Linked DNA regions of Cricetulus griseus: region 1 is linked to region 2. Evidence: chromatin contacts called from public Hi-C data. All regions are on one chromosome and are shown on one strand. The core of a region is the stretch at or near the end of the contact, and the rest is flanking DNA. Distances in the headings are between cores, read along the strand shown.

Region 1 (5,422 bases), core at 1,323-3,822, 250 kb before region 2:
CTTTGTAAAGTCCATCAACACTTTGGAAACAGATGCATTTTTTAGTAAGTTTTTTTATTTGAATTATAAATAAGATTGAATTACATGACAATCCCAGTTCCCTTCTCCCTCCCTTCCTCCTCTACCACTCTCCCCAAATAAAACCCTACCTATCACATATCCTTTCTTCTAATCTACACCTGACTCAACCTTTCTTCTCCATCATGACCTCTCCATTCTTCCTTTTCTTCCCTTCTCATTCTCATAGCTCCCTCCCCCATATTCCCATGTTCTCAATTTGCTCAGGGGATAGTTACCCTTTCCCCTTCTCCAGGGGACAAAGTTTGTCTCTTTTAGGGTCCTCCTTGTTTACTAGTTTCTCTGGCAGTGTGGATTGTATGCTGGTAATCCCTTACTCTATGTCTAAAATCCACATATGAGTGAGTACATACCATGTTTGTCTTTTTGTGATTGGGTTACCTCACTCAGAATGGTTTCTTCTAGTTCCATCCATTTTCCTGCAAATTTCAAGATTCCATTGTTTTTTTTTTCTGCTGAGTAGTACTCCATTGTGTAAATGTACCACAATTTCTCTATCCATTCTTCAGTTGAGGGCATCTAGGCTGCTTCCAGTTTCTGGCTATTACAAATAGTGCTGCTATGAACATCGTTGAACAGATGTCTTTGTTGTATGAATGTGCTTCTTTTGGGTATATGCCTAGGAGTGGAATTGCTGGATGTTGTAGTAGACTGATTCCCATTTTCTTGAGGAGTCGCCATACTGATTTCCGAAGTGGCTGTACAAGTTGGCACTCCCACCAGCCGTGGAGAAGGAAATGATGCATTTTATGGGTGTGTAGATTTGTAAGCAATTTTCCCAGTATATCTAAAAGCTTTATAGATTATATTTACTGTTTGTGAAATTAATTCTTAAGGGCAGACAGATTTAACATGACGTAAGTACAAGAGACATATCTCAATTACTAATGTCATTGTCTCCTAAAAACTTGGATACAAATACTCTTGTTCTGATTACAAAGCTCCAGCCTCATAAAAAATAATGTGCCTAACATTTCCAAAAAGATGATTATGTATTATTTCTTTTCCCTTTGTTATTAATTTATGGTATGTCCCATTCACTAAGGTTTCTGAAGTAACAGAGTGTGCTCAAATTTTCCATTGTAATGCTGAGAAAAATCCCTTGCAAAATAATTACAATGACTTTGACACAAATATTACTAAAAGACATCAGCTCATCACTAGGGCTCACAAGTTAATAAAAGCAGGGGGAAAGGCTGAAATCTCTACCTTCACTTTGTGTCTTTATTCTGGGTAAAGACCCAGAGATACGTCACTGTCTTTCACTTTCCCTCTTAGGTTCCCTTCTTTTAATTATTTTTATTGCACCGTGTGTGTGTGTGTGTGTGTGTGTGTGTGTGTGTGTGTGTGTGTGTGTGTGTGTGTGTACGTGCCTGCATCACATGCATGCCTGATTGCTCCAAGGAGGACAGAAGAGGATGTACGATCCCTTGAACTAGTGTTGTAGACTGTAATGAGCCACAATGTGGCTGCTGGGAATTGAACCCACGTCCTATAGAACAGCAGCCAGTGCTCTTACCTACTCAGCCACCCCTCCAACTCCTCTTGAACTTCTTGAAGGGAAAAACTTGAAGACAGACCGCTGCCCCTCTTCTGAGAAGACAAAGGCTGCAACTTGAAATGGAATTTATCTCCTATGGAAACAGATTGATTCTGTTAAAACTATGCCAGCTTGAGATGACTGCCGTGCCAAACCAGAACTGAGGCAATGATCAACCAGACACCTTAACCACTTAAGGCGCTTAATTATGCATACCCTTTAGCCGACTCCCTACCCTGTGCCTCAATTTGTCCTCTATTTAAATTTAAAGCTGAAGGCATCACCATGCCTTTAATCCCAACACTGGGGGGGGGGCAGTCTAGTGTACATAGTGTGAGGTCTCTCTACATGGAGAGATTCGGTCTCAAAAGAGGAGAAAAAAAAAAACATAAATAAAGCTCATGCCAGGGCCTTGAGAACGGTCTTGGATGGTCACTGGACCCCTTCATCTGTTGTTTCAAAGGAAGCCACCTTAAATGAATGCTAGGTTTTCGCCATTACTTTCTCTTTAATTGGCATATTGGGGACAGGTGATCGAACCCAGCCTGTTGGGACTGTCCAAGCCTGGGTTTTTACCTTGAAAACTCCAGCTACAGCTCTTCTCATGGATTTATCAGGACAAAACTCCGAAAGCGCCCAGTTAATAAGCCAATGACAAATAATGGCATCTTCCTAATATCCTCTAGAGAAGGGACATAAGGCAGCGAAAGTTAAGGGAACAACTTTCCTATCAAACCTCAAGGTTTCACACTTTCCCACACCAAGGGGAAAATCCTGGGCGGTCACTATGCGGGAAAAACCGGAAACCCTCACAGAAACACGGAACGCCTGGGCGTGGCTTGGCGCGCCACACCTTTAACCTGCAGACACCTGCTCCGGAACCAAGAATTGAGCTCGACTTTCCTCCGCTTCCGTAGGGACTCTCTAAGGGAATGGAGCGGCTCAACGTCACTTCCTGTCCTGGGTGACTTCCGGCCGGCTGAAATCTGGGCTTCACGAAGGGAGGAAGCCACTGTTGTCGCCGAGAGAATCCTCACCCCCGCCGCTCGCGCGTGGCCATGTGGAGGCTGCTGACGCGCACTCCCGCGCCGCTCCTGCGGGTGCACGTTTCAGGTCAGAAGAAAGACATTCCCCTGTTCGTCCTCCGCACACTCCCAAGTGGATGCTTGTTCTTAAGACCTGCGCTTTCCTGCCGCCCTGGGTCCCGGTCATGTGCGGGAGTCGGTGCTTCGAGACCCCGCCTGCTCCCTTGGGAGCCCGTTTAGTGGAACCTGCGCCCCGCACGTCTAGACACCTCTGTCAGGAATGACCCAGAGTGTGCCAACCGTGATTTGGTTTGTCTTTTTAGATTCTTGGGCAGCCCTTCCCACCAGTGCTGGTCTGAAGACCCTCCTCCCAGTGCCAAGTTTTGAAGGTGAGCGCCTGTCATCTCCACTTTTTTCTCTGATGAACCCCAGCTGATGGTAAAAAAACAAAAACAAACAAAAAAAAAACTTAGGTGCTCTTGCTGCTTCCCGTCTTCATTGAGTGATTCAACAAATACAGGTAATGAAGGCGTACTGCGCTGACAAGCAGTGTTCTAAGAACTAGAGGCCAAGAACGTAAAAATTCCTCACCTAGGCGGAGCAAATACCTATTGGGTTAGTTGCCCGGCATCCTACACTGTTTTGTGACCCCCATGATCTACTGTCAGAGCTAACTGGTCATTAACTAGACTTGATCTTCTCTCCAAACAGAATATATGTATAACACTTGGCAATAGTAACCAGGTCAGCTGCAGCCCCATAAATCTAACTTTAATATATTGAGATCTCCAAAACTGCAAACAGCCGGGGCATCTGAGGGTCTTCTCCACATAACTGTTAAAGAACTGTGAGGGCTGGAGCAATGGTACAGCAGTTAGTAGCACTTGTTGCTCTTGCAGAGGATTCGGGTTCTATTATCAGAACCCACATGATGGTTCACAACCGTCTATACTTCCGGTTCCAAGGAATCCATCAATACATGCAGGCAAAGCACCCAAAGTTTTTAAGAAACAAAGGACTATGTGCTCTTGTAAGTGCATATTAACTACCAAGTTTCTCAGTAACTGCCCATAGAAGTTAATGGTGGTTTTTATAACTTGGAATTTCAATTTTATAATTCCACTGATAATGTGATGAATCTTTGAGGTTTCTTGATTTCTTTATTTCTAGCATGGAGCCATATTTTTTTCATATTTAATTTTTTTATTAATCACAATTATTTTTCCAAGGTTTCCAAATAAATGGGGTTAAGGTGTTAAAATACTGATCAGAGAATTCTTAGGTTGTTTCTCAAGAAAAATACAGCACAGTTGAAGACCATATTTTTTGTACAATATAGTATTCTGTACCCCGTTAGCATTCAGACGGGCAGTGACTTTTTTAAAAAAGAGCCTGCTTCGATGTTTTTAATTGAATTAATTGTAAAATGTCTATGCCCTACATTCCTTTTTAAAATGGAGATTAGAACACCACTTGCCCAATTATGTTTCTTGATCTAGGTGAAAATTATGTGTTCTTATTCTCAATTTTTGTATATTTTTATTACTTTTTATTTATTTTGTATGCATGTATGTGTGTGGATGTACTCATGCCATGGTATATTTGTAGAGGTCAGAAGACAACATCTGGGAGTCAGTTCTCTCCTTTCACCATGTGGGCCCTAAAGACACAAAACTTGGGTGGGCAAGCTTGAGAGCAGGTGCGTCCTACCAGTTGAAACATCTCGTAGGCCCCTTGTTTTCTTCTAATACTTCACTTTGTAATACCCCTCTCCCTTGTCCATTTAGTGTATGTAAAATTCAAACTTTAAGAAAAAAAAAAGAAGAAGCCCTAAATAGTATACAGGTAGCCAGGTGTGGTGATAGCACACACTCAATCCAGCGATTCTTACAGGATTGAGGTTACACAGTGATCACCACCTGACAGCCCATGAAGACTGTCTCAAAATACCTAAGCTGCTTTAAAGGTGGAATGAAACAGTAATTTGGAACAGTACCCATTATAGGTGCTGAACATAGAGCAAGGAGTTAGCAAGTGAATTTTGTTTAGAAACATCTGCAGAAAGCACTGTTATAGCTGAAAGATTCCGGTGTCACTGGAAACATCCACAGGAGAATAACAACCTTTGGAATTAATATTATTCAGTGACCTAAGACTCCCACTTGATGGTGTGAATCTTCACAGGGAGAATGTAGATCATGTGTAGCTTTGCTTATTCCTGGTTGTTTTTGTCCTGCTAGATATCTCCATCCCTGAAAGGTCCAAGCTTAAGTTTGTTGAAAGGGTCCCACTTGTACCAAAAGTAAGAAGAGAACCTAAAAATTTGAAGGACATACGAGGACCTTCAACTGAAGCCACTGAATTCACAGAAGGCAATTTTGCAGTTTTGGTGAGTGATAAAAGAAATTAACAAAATTTCCTACTCTTTGAGTTGAAGTCTCTTCCTCCAGGTTTATTAGAACTGCCACACCTAGATGCTATAGTCCAGTTACTCTTAAATAGATGTAGATGGAGGCTACTGGGTAGCCAAGTAAACATGAGTTATATGCCTTTCTTCAGTGTAGGACTGAAAACAGCAGTCCTCTACTGGATGCTTGAGAGTGTGGATAGCATGGAATTCTGTATAGAAGCCCTGTGATACTGTCACAGTGGATCCGATAACCTAGTGGCTTCTAAGAACCCCACAGGCAGGTAGCCTGTACAACAATTATACACTGAACAGATAGGTGATTCATATCTGGGTGAAATTGTGTAGAACAAGATATTAGTTTTTATCTTG
Region 2 (5,781 bases), core at 1,445-3,944:
CTGACTAGAAGGTGCACACGCAGTGATTGGCAGGTCAGTCCAGCACAGTAGGTTATCCACTCACATATCATGGCTTAATCAGAGACTGTTACAGACGAGGAGGTACACACACAGTGACTGGCAGGTCAGTCTGGGCACAGCAAGTCATCATTCACATGCCAGGGCATCAGCAGTCCTGCTGGTTACAGACTAGGATGGGCACACAGTGACTTGAAGGTCATTCCATGCACAGCAGGTCGTCACTGATAAATCATGGTCATCACAGGGCAGCACAACTGTACACAGGTCAGCACATCATGTGGCCAGTGTTCCCCACCTTAACAGCTGGGACACTGTGCGGCACCCTTACCTGACCCCATGATATACCGGGGGCCCCTTCTCTCATGGTCCAGCCAGGCAGAATGTCTGCTCAAAGTAGACCTAGAATTGAAACACACGCTTAGTGGCTATTGGCACTATGGTCTCTGCTGGCCAGAGCCAAGTCCTCTCAGGGTTTAAACGGCCAAGGGGGTGCAGAGCTGGGGGTCTCTGTATGGGAGGGGACACTGGACACCATAGCAGCAAGTCTGTGGAGATCCAGATGCACCACCTGTCCTATGCTCACCTCAATAAAGACTAAGGCGTGTGTGGGTGGGAGTGACCCACCTGAGAAGGGGAATTTCAGCCAGTGCCAACTGCAGTCTAGCCTCCTTGGTGCGGGCGTTACAGCGGAAGATGTGCAGGACGATGGTGAATCTGTCAAACACCTCCACGCCCCAGGCAGCCTCGAGTTCCTTCTACAGAGAGGCCGGCAAATGGGGAGTGAGGGGACCTGAGGCCTGCAGCCGAGCTCAGAGAAAGGGGTGGTGAGGCCCTGTGGCTCCATGTTTTCACAGCAGATCACATGCTGTCATCTCAGGCATGGTGTCAGAACCGTCCTCAGCCCATACTGCCGCTGTACCTTGGTTGGTGCAGCCATCCTCTCCACGTTCAGGAAGACAGAAGTGATGTCTGGACACCCCCTGATCTTCTCTGGTGGGTAGAGAAAGTTCCATCAGAGGCAGGCTGTGCCAGGGCCACACAGCCTACACACAGAGGACCACACACATGTACACAGAGGGATGCACACCCACACTGAGGGTCTCACATACAAACAAAGGATTGCACACACACACACACACACACACACACACACACACACACACACACACGTGCACACAAAGGGAATCACACGCATGTACTCAGAGGGCAGCACACAGGACTGAACAGGTATGCACTCAGGATTGCACAGAGGGCTGCACACGCATACAGAGTATGCAGCACAAGCATGCACACAGAGTACTGCAAGGCAGGAACACAGTGTGTGTGTGTGTGTGTGTGTGTGTGTGTGTGTGTGGTGTAGGGGGTTATGCTCCGGAAAGCATCTGGTTCTTGAAATCAGGCTGAGATTGTTAGGGACCTGGACAGGGACCCATAGCTCGAGGCAGGGACATGTGGGCAGGTGAGTGACATTTCTTGCACCCTCCTACCACCTGCCAGTTCGGGGCCTGCCCTGAGGCTCGAGGGTGGGTCTTCCCACAGCGGTGGGACTCGTGTCCCCGGGACCCACCACGGGGTCCGATCACGGACGGCTCCACCGTCCACAGGGTCGGGCCGGAGGGGGTGGGGCGACTCACCTGTCAGGTCTTGGAAGTTGCCCTTGCCGAAGACGAGCCTGCTGTCGGGGACTTTGGTGGGCACCACCAGAGTCTGCACCACCGACCAGCCATGCAGCGCGTGCACCAGCGCGGCGGCCTCCGCCACCTGCAACTCTAAGAGAGTACAGACGGCGTCCGTCGGGGGCCGCGGCTGCACAGACCCTGAAACATCGCAGAGGCTGCTGCAGCAGCGGGCAGGAGTGCTAAGAAACCAAGTTACCAGGATCCCGCCCCAAGCTCATCTAGACTCCACGCCTAGCAAGCCAAGCCCCGCCCCACCGTCACCCAGGCCCCGCCCGACGCCCCGCCCCATGCTCAACAGGACACCGCCCCAGGCCAACCCCCAAACTCCGCCCCCTTCCGGATGCACTTCAGTTTGACCTCCCCCGGCTTCTCCTCCACCTTACTTTTCCGTGGCTCCGCCTCTTCATCCCTGCCCAATCAGCTTGTCCCCGTCAAGCCCGCAACACCTCCCTTCCGGCTTCAGTGAGCACTTCCGCCCTAGTGTCCCGCCTCTTCTGGGCAACCCGCTCCACTGCCTCCCTCGCCTACACGCCCCTCCGGAAGGGTCCCCTCCTCTTCTGGCGACGCCGCTCGTTCCTGCCCTCGCCCTTTCGGTGACGTTATTCCGCCTTCCGGCCCCGCCTTTCTCCTTCCGGTACCTGTGTTCCGCGGCGTCCTTCCGGCCCGGCCCTTGACGTCAGGATGCAAGACGCACACGCGCTGGGAGGCGGTGGGCAGCAGCGGCTCGGCGCTCAGCAGCTCCTCCTCCTCCTCCTCGGGCTCCTCCCCCTCCCCTTCGGCGCCGCTCGCCCAGCCCCGGTCGTGCGAGCCGCCTCGTCCCTGGCTCCCGAAGACCCGGATGTTGGCGATGCCCGCTCGGACCGGCCATTGCAGGGGCGGCGCGGAGCTCCGAGCGGCAAAGCCTCGGACTAGGAGCCGGAGGCCCGGGAGGACGGCAGTGCGCACGGAGAACATGCTGCGTGCGCGCGCAATGGGGACGGGGAAGGGAGGAGCGGGGCGAGGGGGCGGGGACAACGGTGCTTCTCCCCGCTTCCACCCCCCGCTGCTTCTGAGATCCCGCTCCTGATTGGCGAGCGATGGAGTCCCAGTCTGTGCAGTGTTCGAGTCCCGCTTGGGGGTGGTGGTGTGGGGGAGAGTAGAGGGAACCTGGGACCCTCGGGAGACGCATGACAGGAAAGTGTTGGAAGGTCACAGGCAAGCAGGTCCCCACGGGAGCGAGTGACTGGCCCAGCTGGGGCTGATTATCTCCTGGAGAGGGCGGGGCCTGGGCCGAAAGTCATGAGGCAACTTTATGCTAGAGTGCGGGTCACCGTATGGAGTCACCTCACTACAATGGGGTCATTACACCTGTCACCTGCACACCTCCTGGGGCCCATCACACAAACCTTAACCCACTCTATCCCTATCCTCTAACCCTAAATATATGAATAAAACCTGCTGGGTCCATTTCTGTTGGCTGTGTGTTATGGTTTCAGGACTGAATATGATATTTTGCATATAAAAATAGGGAGCTCATTCCTGTCTGAGGCTAATTCACCCACTTGCAGGAGAATATTACTCTGTTGGGCAACATGAGTCTGACCCTTAAGTGACCTAGGCTGCCTTGGACAGAAAACATTATCAAGAATAGAAAACATGGACTGGTAAATACCTCAGCTAACACTTGCTGGTGCCATGAACCTGAAGTTCTAGAGCTTCAGGGAAGACTATAGACACTGTCCTGAGTCAGTCAGCCACCTTAGGTTCCATGGGCCTCCAACCATACTCTATTTAGACCATTCTCATCTTGGATGACTTTGAAATCCTGAAATTCCTGTCTCCACTGAGTATCATGGTTACAGGTCTATGCCACCATAGAAATACCACGATTTCTAATAGGTCTTAATAATAAAAACCCTGAGTCAGGTATCAGGGGTGAAAGCTGGAAGATCAGAAAAGCAGAGCAGCCAGCCACTGGAGAGTTTTTACCTCTACCAATGCTCAGACCAAAAGGGTGATCCTGTCTCTGAATCCTCAGACTGAAAGCTTTGAGCTCCTTCCTGTCTGTTCTCACCTTTAATCCTAACACTTAGGAGGCAGAAGCAGGTGGATCTCTGTAAATTCAAGGTCAGCCTGCTCTACAGAGCTAGTTTAAGGACCGCCAAGGCTACATAAAAAGCCTGTCTTTAGTTGTCTGTAATGTAACCACCTACAATTCAGGTACACTGGAGACACAATGGGCAAATCTGTCTGATGTTCTAGAAGAGCCTAGTAGTAGTCTATATAGTGAGTTTCAGGCCAGTCAGACATTCATACTGAGAGTATTTTTTAAAGATTTCTTTATTAATTATATATACAGCATTCTGCCTCCATGTATGCCTCACACCAAAAGATGGCACCAGATCTCATTATAGATGGCTGTGAGCCACCAAGTGGTTGTTGGGAATTGAACTCAGGACCTCTGGAAGAGCAGTTAGTGCTCCTAACCTCTGAGCCATTTCTCCAATCCTGAGAGTATTCTTTAAGATGGAAAACAATAGAAAAGATAAAAAGAGCAAATTATTATTATTTTTAAGACACAGTTTCTCTGTGTAGCTTTGGAGCCTCTCCTGGCACTTGTTCTGTAGGCCAGGCTGGCCTTGAACTCAGAGATCCCCCTTATTAACGAAAAATTGTAAACATGACATTTTCCAGTGTGACTTATTTGGAACAGTGATGAAGAGAAAACCTTGGGGTCCTAACAGGTTTCGATAGATGGCAACAATAGTACAACTAAGTAATATAATAAGCCATATAAAGTTTTCCCACCTCTAAAACCCCTCCCCCAACCTCAGCTCCTGTCTCTCCTGCAAGGTAGTCAGATATGGAGTAAATGTTTCTTCAGTGCAGACATTCTCATCTGCAGGAGTCAGTCTTTTCCCACAATGAGGTTCCCAGGGGAATTAGAATTTCATGGTATCTACTGTTTCACTAGTTGTTAGCCAAAGGGAGAGATATGTCTCTTAGGACATCCTTATTCCTGCCAGGCAGGCAAGTACCAGGGATTGATGGGGTGGAGACTGAGGAGCTTTAAGGTCCTAGTGGGGACTGCAAAGAGAGGGCTGCAGGGTACTGTCACTGACAGCTACATGAGTTGACAAAAAAGTAAAGAAAGAGTGGAAGACCTGGAGGGGGAATGACCCACCATAGCTGAGTGGATACAGTACACACTTCATGCCAACTTGTCCTCAGCTACACCCCAAACACTGCTCTCTGGCATTTGAACTTTGGGCTTTCACACCCAAAGCTCCATCCCTAATACTTCTTCCAAACTCCACAACTCTTTGTGAATGCCTGATTGCCTTAGCCTTGGAGAGACTTCAGTTCAAGTCTCAGGATCTCCAGACAACCTGGATGTTATCTATAGTCAGCACCATTCAGGGTCCTAACTGGAGGTTTTTCAGGCACCGGGGAAGCAGAGTACAACCCCATTCAGACAAGTCAGGCTTGCCTGCATGTTCCTTTTCCTTCCTTACAGGAGGTCTAAACTCAAGCATGGTACACCTGACATGTGAGCTTGTGGGCTCCCGTTGCTGCCTCTTTACCACACTGGAGTTAAATTCACTCTTGTAGCTTTGGTTAAATGGTCAACCATCTTCTAAAGATTTTTATTGTCAGTTTCTCTCCTGATCATTCTTTGTACTTTACCCTCATTTTGTGGAGATTTAGGCTCAGAAAATTTAAGCACCACGTCTAAGTTTCTGATGCTACCAATCTTATATTTCTTCTGGGTCAGCAGGGCTGAGGTAAAGATGAACTTAGATAAGCCAGTCACACCTTACTGCTATTAATGACAAACTCGTGGGGCTGAATAGAAGGCTCAGTACTTAGAACACTGGCTGCTCATCCACAGGGGCTGGCTTTGATCCCCACACCCACAAGACAGCTCATAACTGTCTGTACCTCCCATCACAGGGAGTTAAGACACCATCTTCTGGTCATCACTGATACCTGGCATACACTTGATGTACTCACTGACAAAACTTATACACTTAAATTTCATTCTCTTTTAAGATAACAGGCACATGAAGAAATTTTTTTCCAGTACAGAATCACTTATATT

The links. A called contact is a pair of places that touch in the nucleus more often than the background predicts.
Region 1: a contact with region 2 is called in a Hi-C map of the CHL-YN cell line, with 4 times the contacts expected there. The contact joins the promoter of Mrpl16 here to the promoter of Gtpbp6 in region 2. A contact is called at or near these places in 2 of 8 Hi-C or Micro-C datasets (the CHL-YN cell line and the CHO-K1 cell line).

Annotation. Positions count from the first base shown.
Region 1 is chr3:48,828,550-48,833,971 of CriGri-PICRH-1.0, reverse strand. Mrpl16 (39S ribosomal protein L16, mitochondrial) reads left to right here and starts at 2,572. Exons shown (of 4, transcript XM_027406648.2): 1 at 2,572-2,731; 2 at 2,967-3,032; 3 at 4,884-5,032. The coding sequence starts at 2,677.
Region 2 is chr3:48,579,417-48,585,197 of CriGri-PICRH-1.0, reverse strand. It overlaps Gtpbp6 (putative GTP-binding protein 6), which reads right to left and starts at 2,694. Exons shown (of 10, transcript XM_035441968.1): 1 at 2,339-2,694; 2 at 1,656-1,838; 3 at 941-1,011; 4 at 646-776; 5 at 350-420. The coding sequence starts at 2,654.